2 separate regions of the Mus musculus genome follow, and region 2 is linked to region 1. Evidence: chromatin contacts called from public promoter capture Hi-C data. All regions are on one chromosome and are shown on one strand. The core of a region is the stretch at or near the end of the contact, and the rest is flanking DNA. Distances in the headings are between cores, read along the strand shown.

The links. Capture Hi-C pulls out chosen DNA fragments and counts their contacts.
Region 2: a promoter capture Hi-C map of adipose tissue shows a contact between it and region 1. The contact joins the promoter of Izumo2 here to the promoter of Myh14 in region 1. A contact is called at or near these places in 23 of 39 promoter capture datasets (the 3T3-L1 cell line, 3T3-L1-derived adipocytes, the HPC-7 cell line and 14 more), 3 of 15 datasets of contacts at CTCF or cohesin (embryonic stem cells and pro-B cells), 71 of 484 Hi-C or Micro-C datasets (the AML12 cell line, the Ba/F3 cell line, the CH12 cell line and 28 more), 18 of 115 datasets of contacts at active chromatin or transcription factors (embryonic stem cells, intestinal crypt epithelium, intestinal villus epithelium and 4 more) and 4 of 9 other capture datasets (adipose tissue, embryonic stem cells, liver and 1 more).

Annotation. Positions count from the first base shown.
Region 1 is chr7:44,666,287-44,672,529 of GRCm38.p6, forward strand. It overlaps Myh14 (myosin, heavy polypeptide 14), which reads right to left and starts at 4,557. Exons shown (of 42, transcript NM_001271540.1): 1 at 4,514-4,557. 2310016G11Rik (RIKEN cDNA 2310016G11 gene) reads left to right here and starts at 1,947. Exons shown (of 5, transcript NR_152106.1): 1 at 1,947-2,071; 2 at 2,913-3,016; 3 at 3,377-3,547; 4 at 4,148-4,313.
Region 2 is chr7:44,705,997-44,711,870 of GRCm38.p6, forward strand. It overlaps Izumo2 (IZUMO family member 2), which reads left to right and starts at 2,734. Exons shown (of 7, transcript NM_001368390.1): 1 at 2,734-2,978; 2 at 3,060-3,134; 3 at 4,259-4,345; 4 at 4,515-4,535. The coding sequence starts at 2,747.

The sequences.
Region 1 (6,243 bases), core at 3,307-5,806:
ACACACACACACACACACACACACACCACACACACACCACACACACACACACACACATCACACACACCACACACACACCACACACACCACACACACACCACACACACCACACACACACACACCACACACACACACACATCACACACACCACACACACACACACACACACCACACACACACACACCACACATACCACACACACACCACACACACACACACACCACACATCACACCACACACACACACACACACACACACACACAGTTTAAAGTAATATAAATAACCTTCCTGTAAAAGACCTATTATTTGTGTGTATGTGTGCTTGGCTGAGATTATATGCACCACATGTATGCAAGTTCCCACAGTGGTCAGAAGGTGGCAGCAGCTCCCTGGAACTGGAGCAACGTGTTATGGTTGCAGCTCTCTCCAAGAACAATCAGTGCTATAAAACGTCAGCAGTCTCTATACCCCACTTTTTTATAAAAAAGAAAAAACCACATTTACATGTAAGGGTGCTTGCCTGCATGTGGTATGTTTATACCACATGCATCCAGTATCCATGGAGGCCAGAAGAGGGATTCCCGAGAACTGTAGATACGCATAGCTGGCTCTGAACCATCATGTAGGTCCTGGGGCTTGAGATCCTCTGGGAGAGCAGCCAGCCAGAGCTGTTACCACACAGCCACCTCTCCAGTACCCACCCCCAAATGTGGTTACTATAAAACTTAAATACACTCATGGCTTGGGCTCTGTTTATACTAGACAGTAAATACCATTCTCATCTCAAGAAACAGAATAAAAAGATACATTGTTATAAACATGCAAATGGTTTAAATGGTGATAAATGGCTGTGGGAGGTATAGGGCAGGGGAACTATACCTCCTGCTGGGGCTGGGACTGTGTTCACATTTTTAACTGGACTGACTGGAGAACCCTTCCCTAAAGACTCAGGTCTTTAAAGACCTGAGTGACTCTAACCAGCAGGCTACTGGGGTGCAGGGACAAAGCAAAGGCCCTGGGACAGGAATGTGCCTTGTGTCTGCAGCTGAAATGAGAAGAGGGCAGGAGGTGAGGTGGCAAGGACAGTAAAGGTTGCCACCACGGTTGACACTCTAAGATGGGGCCCAGGTGGGGCACGGCTGACGTTTTGTGCACCGCTCGGTCGTGCCTGCCCCATAATTACAGGTTGATTGCCCAGTCCCTGAAGTCTCTCTGGCTTCATGCATTCACTCGTTCTCACGTTCAGTCAACATTCTCAGAGGCCTTTCAGAGCCCAGGCTCTGGAAACCTGTCACGAGTTGCTGGGGCCCTGCCTTTCAGCAGGTCTTGGGGTATGGACCCAGCTAAGTCTCAAGACTCTTTAAGAAAGCTTGCAAGAGGCAGTCAGGGTGTCTGGGCCTTTCCCCCTACTTCCAGGGATGCTGACTAGGAAACACAGCCAATTCAGGGTTGTCCAATATCCTGCAGAAAATGGCCCACAGCAAGCAGCCCCTACTGACCCACCGCCTCATCCCCACTCAGACAACACCTGAAGACACCTGCATCTCTGCTTTCCATTTTCACTTCTGTGTACCAGGCTAATGGCACCTCCAACACACACCTTAGGGGCATCCATCCAAGCGCTCAGCTTGTTCAAGAGGTGTCCTCCCAGATCTTGTTCTCTCAAGCTTGCCCCAGGAGCCTCTCCCACATGCAAACCTCCTCTGCCTCGGGACCCTCTTGGCCCTCCTCACACACACCAACCTCAGTAGCCTGGTTCCCACTCACTTTGGCCCCCTGTGCTCCACAAATGGTCAGCCCAAAGAGCCGAGGATCGCCCCAGGCTCCAGTGTGGTAGATACACCCAGAGCCAAGCCCCATCCCAGGGACTTTAACCCACCCCACCCACTTGCTTCCTCTCCAGCCCTGTAGCCTTTGACCAGGAAGAGTTTGGTGGCTTTGTACCTCACAGCCCTGCTGTTCCCAACAGCTTAAGAGCAGCCGCAAGCCTCCTCAGACCAAGAGTCCAGGCCCAGAACCCCGGAGTGGGATCTCCAGCCCTGTCTCCATTGGACACGGGTGATGTCGAGAGGTTTGCTGCAGCCGTGGGTCGGAAGTGGGGATGTGGGGATTCAGGGAAGTTAACCAAGCCAAGAGGGTGGGCCCAGGGCCTGGCCCCAAATGGCTGAGCCCCAGCCACACACCCCTCCCTCAGGCAGCAGGAATGCGGTGCCAGGACTCATTAGTGTCACTTAGGCAGGTGAGAGCACCTGGGAGGAGCAGACAGAGCTGTGTGGAAAAGGAAAGCAGCCAGGGCCCCGCCCGCCTGGGCAGAGGCTGGGGCAGCACCAAGCTTATGACCTCAGCTAATGGGTGACATAGATCCCGTCCTGCCCCAGCCTCCTCCCTCAGACTCAAGGGGCCAGGACCCACCTTCTTCCCTCAGACACAGGGGTCCTGACCCCAGCTCTCCTCCCTCAGGCCCAGACGTCCAGACCCCAGTTTCTCTCTCAGATTCAGGGGTCCAGAACCCAACCTCTTCCTACAAACCCAGGGGTACTGACCCCAGCCCAGCCTCCTCCCTCAGTCCTAGATTGGTCAGGACCCGGTCCTTTTTCCTCAGACCCTGGGATCCTGGCCCCAGCCCTTCTCCCTCAGGTACAGAAGTCCAGACCTCAGCTTTCCTCCCTCAGGCACACGAGTCCAGACCTCAGCCCTCCTCCTTCAGACACATGAGTCCAGACCTCAGCCCTCCTCCTTCAGACACATGAGTCCAGACCTCAGCCCTCCTCCTTTAGACACTAGGGTCCAGACCTCTGCTCTCCTCGCTCAGACACTGGGTTCCACGCTCAGCTTCTTCCCTCTGACTTGGGGTACCTGGCTCATTATCGCTCTGGGAGCATGGATCCTAACTCCCTCTCGTCCCGACCCAGCGCCCTATGGCATAGCTCCTTTATCCCGCGGATCCCGAGGCTACCTGGGCGCCTGGCGGTAGAGATGGGGAGGCCTCCGAGTCCAGATCCTCTCCAGCACCCAGGTGAGGCCGGCTCTGCGGTCCAGCAAGAGGTGGGGCCTCTCCCGTCAGGAAGGCAGGACCGGGTTCTGACGTCTCCTGACACCTGCCGGGCTGGGCGGGGGGCGGGGCCTGGCACAGCAGCCAGCAAAGATAGAACCTGTTGCCAAGTGGGCGGCTGTGGGCAAAGGTGAAGGGCTGGCACAGAGCCGGACTAAGTATGCTAGGGTTCGAATCTCCCTCCAGCCTTCTGAACCTTCACTTTCTTCGCTAGGAATTGAGGCTCATGAGATCAACAAAAATTATTTGAGGAAAAGGACCCAGGTCTCTGTTCTGTTTTATCGTGGTTTTTTTTTTTTTTTTCTTTCTTTCTTTCTTTCTTAGAATCTCAGTTTCCTGAACCCTGGAAGTGGGATGCCCCAATCCTCAGATATGATGTCAAAATGCTATGCCAGCCTCAGGCTTGGGTCTTCTCCTCAATCGAGAAGGTGATCGAGGAGGAGACATCGGGTGATCATGCCTACGATAAACTTGTGGCTTAAGAGGTGTTAAGAGGTATGGCTTACAGAACAATTTATTTTTGTTTTTTGTTTTTCAGATACAGGGTCTTAAGTAGCCCAGGCTCGCCTGGAACTCATCATGTAGCTGAGGCTGGTCTTGAACTCCTGATTACTATTATGATGTTTAAAAAAAAAAAAAAGCCACAGGGCCAGGCACACCAGGTCCCTGTGTTCCCCACCTCGGTCCAGTCTATATCTTCACTCTCTGTGAGATGGAAACCACACAAACCTACCTCAAATCCATTCTCCTACACTGGAGGGGAGTTTAGTTATACATTAAAGTGCCCATGTCCATTGTGAGGCTTGGTGGCACACTCTTGTCATCGCGGCCCTTGAGAGGCTCAGGCAGGAAGGTTGGGGGTTGAGGTCAACTCGGTCTACACAGTGAGTTCAGAAGCTATCTCCAAAAAAAACAAAAAACACAAAAAAAACAAACAAAAAAAACTCACAAAAAAACAAAAAACCAAAACAAAACAAAAAACCAAAACAACTAACTAAACCAAGTCAAATCAAAACAAACTGGGACACCCAGCCAAACACATCCTTCTCTGTTCCTGTCCCTGCCTGTCGCGACCCCTCTCTCTCTGGTCCACAGCTTTTTCCTCCTCTGACATCTGACACGGTAGTCCTGAGAGCTGGGGAATGGAGACCATGACTCAGGTGTTCTATCATGCAACGTTCCAAGCACTGCCTCAGTTTCCCCTTCTGCAGAACAGACCGTGTGACGCTGTCAGAGATGACCCCAGGCTGTCTGGCACAAGGTGGGAATCCGGGCTGGGTGACTACAACCTTCCCCTTACCTCTCCCTGACCCTGGGGTCGCTTGCACCCAGGGTGAATGTCTTGACCCACCCCTCTCCAAGACCCCCCGCTGTACCCCACCGGCTCCGGCCTCCCCAGGTCTGACAGGCTCTGGCCAACCCTTGGGGCGCACCACGGGGGGGAGGTCCCCGGACACTCACCGGCGCCCAGGGCGGTCCAGAGGCCTCGGCCTGGACAGAAAAGGAGGCGGGGCCTGCAGTGGACGGCCCCACCCACAGGTAGGCATTACAGACCAATCAGCACTTGCTGCGGCCCGCTCAGACCTCGCCCCTGGGGCTCAGTGCTGCCCAATCAAAAAGAGCGGCTGGCGCGCCAGGCCAATCAGAAGTTGGCAAAGCGTGCCAGGCGTGGGAAAAGAACCTGGCCGAGAATGTGCGGCAGTAGGCGGGACCCGGGCCTGATGGCCAGCAGGAAGCACCAATAGAGATGCTTGGGGAGCGGCCAGCAGCTGCTGGTTCAAGGGGACAGGGTGAATGGGCTGCTTTGTAAACAGGCATGAATGGATGCCTTTGTGCGCACCCGTAGGGGGCGGCGGGAGGCCGGAATGCCTGGGTCCCCCGGGAGCCGGCGTGAGGACACACACCAAGAAACTGCTTTTGTAGAGTGCAGACCGTGAGCAGACCCAAAGCAGGTGGATGGGTCAGAATCATTTATTGAGCTCAAAGATGTGTGAAGCGTTTCCACTACGTAATTTCACTAAAGCCTTGAACTTGGTGCGATTGAGACCTTATATGGAGACTCAGTAGAGGGTTAGCCTAGCATGCACGAAGCCCTGGGTTCCACCCAGTCACCTTGCAAAGCAGGAGTGATGGCACCAGAGAATCATTCCAGCCCTGGAGAACTGGAGGTTGGAGGATCAGGAGTTCAAGGTCATCCTACAGCTATGTAAAGATTTCTAGGCCAGCCTAGATTATAGGAGACCCTGTCTCAGAAAACAAAGCAAAAACCCCAACCTCATCTGGAGGACCACACCTACCATCCTAGCTAGCATTGCCGGGCTGAGGCAGGAGGACTGCAATGAGTTGAGGTCATGGGTTTAAACAAAGTGATTGAGAAACTTAGTGTGACCCTGTCTCAAAGTACAAAAAGAGGGCTTAAGATGTGGCTCAGTTATAGGGCACTTGAGCTATAAAGCACTAAGTTTACATCACCTTACTGCAAAAATAAATAAATCAGCAAACAAACGATAAGTAAATACCAAAGTCCCCAAAGCCCTCACCACATAGATACACTCCACCTTGTCTTCCAACTGCTTAGCTCGTGTTGTTTCATAGTCCCTTAAGCACTTGGGTCTGCCTCAGCTTTGAACAGTCTCCTAAACTTGCTGTTTCCTTGTGTATGTGTGTGAGTGTATGGCTCTCTGTGTGTGTGTGTGTGTGTGTGTGTGTATGGCTTTTTTACCTGCATATATGTATGTGTACTGTGTGCATACAGTGCGGTCGGAGGCCAGAAGAGGATGTCAAATTTCCTGCAACTGGAGTTACAGATGATTCTGAGCTGTCCTGTGGGTACTGGGAATTGAACCCAGGTCCTCTGGAAGAACAGTTTCTGCTCTTAACCACTGAGCCACTGCTGCAGGCCTGCTTCTTTGCTTCGGAGACAGGGTTTCATTCTGCAGCTCTGCCATCCTGGCACTCTATTGTCCATTTGGACATGACAGCTCAGGTGTCTGTAGCCAACCAACCGTACCTGCCAACTACGGATATCATCCACTCCATCAAGGCTAAATCTACCCAGCAACTGGTGATGTCATCATCTGTCTTTACTGGCCTGGTTGCAGAGGCAGCTTCAGTTCTGCTTGCTCAGCCTAAGGGGAGGTGAGACTACCTGCATAACAGAGGATGACTGTGAACTTCTGATCGCTCTGCCT
Region 2 (5,874 bases), core at 1,484-3,983, 38 kb after region 1:
GTAGTTTTTAAAACTCAAACATGTAACATTAGTTCTCAGAATTACTTAAATATGTCCTGTTCGAAACATTGCTATTGCAATCATTAGGTGCACACAGTAGCCAGCAGAGGGATTGTCATAGCTACTTTGTTGCCTTTGAGTCAACAGTTCTCTGTGTTCTCAGGACAGGATGTCAGGATGTCACTGCACTGTCATGAAAACTTGTAACATTCTCACTTGAAGTAGATTCACATATTCCAAGTGTCCTAAACCAAGTTTTATAACACAGAATTTAAATCTACTTTTTTAAAAAAATTATTTTTAAGACTGGGCAGTGGTGACACATGCCTTAAATCCTAGTACTTGGGAGGCAGAGGCAAGCAGGTCTCTGAGTTCAAGGCCAGCCTGGTCTACAGACCTAGTTCCAGAACAGCCAAGGCTATACAGAGAAACCTTGTCTCAAAAAGACCAAAAAAAATATTTTTTAAAAAAATTATGAGTAGATGCACATGGATGTAGTGCCCAGAAAAACCAGAAGAGGGCATCAGACCCCTGCAACTAGAGCTGCCATGTGGTGCTGGGAACCAAATTCAGATTCCTATGCAAGAACATCTATTGCTTTTTTTTAATCCTCTCATATATTACATCCAGACTACAGTTTCCCCTCCCTTCTGTCAGTCCTCCACACCACCACCCCTTCTCCCACAGATCCACTCCTCCTCTGTTTTCCTTCAGAAAAGGGCAAGCCTCCCAGGGACATCAACTAATCTTAGCATATCACGTTTTGATAAGACTAGACACTCTCCTAAGGTCCTAAAAGCAGGCAAAGGAGTCAGGCTCCCAGCTGGTGCTATTAACCACACTCAGTGCTAAGCACTTTTTAAATTACATGTTTATTGGGGGAGGAGCACGTGCCATGGTGAATGTGTGTTCAGAGAATCACATTGGAGAGTCAATTCTGCCCTTCCACAGTGTGGGTCCTGGGAATCGAACTCAGGTCCTCATGCTTAAGTGTTGTAAATCAGGTGGCTCCCTCAGCCTGACTTTTAGCCACTCAGCTCCAGCAGCTTAAGTCATCACCTGCCCCTCTGCCAGGGGCAGCCCATCTCCTCTGTTGCTACAAGCTGCTTACTGCTTACGTTTCAGTGGGATGTGCACACCCTTTGAAAGGTCTCTCTCAGCATCATGTCTCTCTCTGTGTCTCTTCTCTGTTTCCCAGTCTCTCTGTCTCTCAGTCTCTGTCTCTCTCTGTCTCTCTGTCTCTCTGTCAGTCTGTCTGAATCTCTCTGTCCAACTTCTAGAGATCCCTTCCCTCCCCCACTCACCCATAATAGCATTCTTGCCTTAGATCTACTGTGTGGTGTGATCTCTTAGTGGCACAGCTTGTCCCAGACCTTTCTCTGCTTAGCCTAACATTGAAGACCTGCTGAGCCATCGCACTGGCTCCTTGAACTTTTAAAATTGGACTTACAATTAGATAATCACCACTATCAGGAGGTTGAGACCGGAGGATTGGGAGTTCAATGTCATCCTTCGATAAATATAAAGTTCAAGGCCAGCCTGGGCTGTGTGACACACTCTTAGAAGAGAAATAGGGAGAGGGAGGGCTGGAGAAAGGAAGAAGAGAAAGAGAAACCGGGTGTGGACCTGGGAGTATTTGGGGCGATGAATAGGATCAAAATGCATTGTATGTGTCTGTGAAATTCTCAAAAATTATTTTTTTAAAAAACTATTCTTCCAGTCATGGTGGCGCACGCCTTTAATCCCAGCACTCGGGAGACAGGCAGATTTCTGAGTTCGAGGCCAGTCTGGTCTACAGAGTGAGTTCCAGGACAGCCAGGGCTATACAGAGAAACCCTGTCTCAAAAAAAAAAAAAAAAAAAAAACCTATTCCAAGACAAGGTCTTATTATGTAGCTCTGGCTGTCCTAGCATTCACTAATATTGAAAGAACCTAGTGGGGAAACCCCCACTCAACTCCCGATTCTGTGTGCACCCAAGAATCACCAACAGAACACAACACCTTGATGTAACAACACGAGGTATTTTAATGGCGGAGCGTCGGGTCGAAACGTATCTCACACAGGAGACAGTGGATTCGACCACGAGGCTTGGAAGCTAGGGGTTTTTATAGAAAAGGAGTGGGGCTGGGGGAGGAATTGGCACGGTTTCACATGATTGGTCCATTTAAACATCAGCAGCCTGTTAACATTTAACTTAGGTCAGAGGGGTGGGAGATAGGGAGGGGACGGGCCTGTCCCGGCATGTCCTGGTCTGTTCTGCTATGTTCTCAGCCCCAGGTTTCAAAGCTCACAAACAACTCTTTGGGCTATTTGACATACATTACATGAATCACAGGTCTCAAGTTTTATTTCCTTTCAATATAGACCAGGCTGGCCTAGAACTAACAGAGATCTGCCTGTCTCTGCCTCCAGAGTGCTGGGATTAAAGACGTACCTGGCTTCGAAAATTAGTAAGATGTTGTAAGAGAGAAAGAGGAAAAAAGAAAGAAACGTGAGGAAGAAGGAAAGCAAGAAAGTCTGTTGAATTAGTAAATTTAGCCTACAGTAAGGCAGGACACTTCAGTCTTTCTCAGCCAGGCTTTAGGGGTTGGAGGAGGGCAGGGTGGGGGTGGAGGGGGTGGGGGTGGGGGATGGGGGTTAGAACAGCACCCAACAGGTGTTCAATAAATATGTTAACTACCTGGATTCCAGAGCTACACTCGGAGTGTTCTGAGGTCGCCCCTGTGAGGTCACAAAGTCCCCACCATGCCTTTGGCCTTGGCCCTGGTGCTTTTGTGTGGCCTGGGCGGCCCCGGGGCATGGGGCTGCCTGCAGTGCGACCAGTCAGTGCTACTGGAGCTCAGGCAGTTGCGTGATGCCATCGTCACCAAGCGCTTCCATCTGGAAGGGCTGCAGGCGCGCGCGCAGGCCCTGCTGTTGAGCATGGAGGGGCCTTTCTTCAGGGACTATGCAATGAACGCTTTCGTGGGGAAAGTGGGTGTGTACTTGGGTGCGTAGGGAAGAGGCCCGGGGAGCTGTGGGCCTTCTGACCTGACAGGGCCTCCCTTCTGGTCTGCAGTCGTGGATCAACTGGAAAAAGTGGCGACATCCTTCAAGAACCAAGCCCAGTATATAAAGGCTAACTCTAAGACAGGTGGGAGACCCTTGAGCCACCCCCTGGCCTTCCTTTCTGCATCCGAGCTTCTCCTCTGGGCGGGCATGTGTCCTTTGCTGTGACAGCTAGGCAGAATTTTGAGAAAGGGTTGAGAGGGAGAAAAGCTGAGGTTCAAAGAAGTCAGGTGACCTGTCCAAAGTCACACAGAGTTGACGATGTATGCGGGACACTCCCATCTCTATAATGCCCATCACTAGGTGTGGCCAGCCACACACTTCTGTCTTCTTGTGTTTCTCAAACACTGTGATTTTTATAAACGGGGTGTTTTTGGCATTGTCTTGCTGAAAGACTACATTTCCCAGCTTTCTTTGCAGACTACAGCAATCATTTCAATGGGATAAGGGGTGACTTCTTCCTCTGGAGGCATTCTGGCCATCTACTTCTTTGCGGTGAATAAGCACGGTCCCATCTAAGGTTGGACCAAGCCTTTCTTTCTGTCTCTCTACAGCTGTCTTTTAAAAAAATATAATAATCTAACATTTGTAATAACCTTCCACCAGTGAGTAAACCCGTGGCCTGTCATCCTAGTAACTCAGGAAGCTGAGGCAAGAGGACCATGACTTTGAATCCCTCTAATTAGTTAGAGTTCAAAGCCAGCCTCAAAGCTCTAGGTGCCAGGATTCACGGGAACCAGCCGTTATTCAAGCACAAACAAGTCTGCACACACATTTTGAGTCTCAAACACTTGGGAGCCTTCCAGAATTCAGACTCTTTCTGGACAGTCAGGTCATTTTTGCAAAGAACCGAAATGAAAACCTCTAAAATCTGGAGCACTTAAAAATTCTTAAAATTTTATGTGTATAAGTGTTTTGGGGTTTTGGGGTTTGTTTTTTTTGTTTGTTTGTTTGTTTCTGCATGTATTATATGCCATTTGTGCATGCAGTACCTGTGGGTGTCAGAAGAGGGCATCAGATTCCCCTGGAACTGGAGTTCCAGGTGTTTGTGAGCCACCGTGTAGGAGCTGGAAACTGAATCTACGTTCTTTACAAGAGCAGCCAGTGCTCTTAAGCACTGAGCCACCTCTGTAGCCCAGTCCGACAATTCTGTAAGTGGCTGGAGGTTTGATGAGGACCTGCACTGAAGAGCATCTCTTCCTTCCTCAGACGTTCCTCTGCTGGAAGAGCTGGTGAGCTTCAGGGAACATGCCATCAAGGAACTAAAGGGAGCATTAAGAGACTATGAAATGAAAGGTGCCGCCCCTTCTCCCCCACCCAGTTCTTTCCCTCCTAATAGCACTCCTGGGACCCCCAGCATCACCATCTTGCCAGATTTCCCCCTTCTCTCCCTTGATCCCTTCCCAATTCAATTCTCAAGCTGCCATGTCTGCACGTCACTCATATCAGCTCTCTTCTCTTTCAGCCTGTGACCACAAAACTTGTCGTGAGTTCTAATTTTCCTACCCACCCCGCACCCACACCTATTCCCCATTCCTCCCAAATCAAACCTCAATGCCCTACTCACTTTACCACAAAACCATGAACCCCTGGTCATCAAGGGAGGGTGGTTTGTTGTGAGTGCATGCATGTGCATGTGTGTGCTCACATGCTTGTATGCATGAATGTGTAAGCACATGTGTGCATGCATGGGGTCATGCGTGTACACATGCATGTATGTGTGTTCATGTGCATGCACGAGCATGTGTGTATTTGTTTGTGCACGAATGTGTGTATGTGCCTTCCTATGTGTATTGCATATATGTGTATCTGTGCATGCACAAGTGTGTGTATATGTGTGCGTGTGTGTGCATGCATGTGTGTATGTGCACATATATGTGTGTACATGTATGTGTGTTGCATGAGCAGATGACTGTGAACTACAAGTGGGGCTGGGATCTGAGAATTAGTAAAGGTTTTGAGTTATTGAGGCATTTCTTCAGCCCCACCCTGGTTTCTGAGCTAGGGTCTCGTGGTGTCATGAAGGTCACTGACTAGGCTGGCTGCCCAGTGAGCCCCTGGGATCCCTCTGCCTCGTTCTCAGAGCTTTGACTACACACACTGCCACCTCGAACTCTTCCGTTCTAAGGAGTGAACTTGAGTCTTCATGCTTACAAGGCAGCCATCTTATCCACTGAGCTATCTCTGCCTCACTCCTCCCACCCCAATTGCCTTTGCTTCTTCTTTTTTGACACAAGGTCTCTCTCTCTCTCTCTCTCTCTCTCTCTCTCTCTCTCTCTCTCTCTCTCTCTCTCTCTCTCTCTGTAACCCATGCTGACCCGGAACTCATGGCAGTCCTCTTACCTCACCCTCAACAGTGCTGGTATTTCATGAGTCACCAAGACAACCTCAGGATTTGTGTTGGGTTGGTTGGTTTGTTTGTTTGTTTGTTTGTTTGTTTGAGACAGGGTTTCAGTAGCTTTGGCTGTCCTGAACTCACTCGGTAGACCAGGCTGGCCTCGAATTCACAACGATCCTCTTGTTTCTGTCTCCAGAGTGCTGGGATTACAGGTGTGCACCATCACCCCCTGCTTGTCATTTTGTTTGTTTGTTTTACATTTTATGTTATTAGAGTGTGTGTGTGTGTGTGTACAGCACACATGTGGAGGTCAGAGAATAACTTGGCTCTCTCCGTCTTCCCTGTGGGTCCCGGGGATTAAACGCAGGTCACCAGTCTTGTTGGCAAACACCTTCACCAGCTGTACCATCTCTCTGGCTCCTAAAGATTTGCTTTTTGAGGACTCATGAAAATGATTACAGCCTTTGAGCCGGGGCCTCCGGAACTC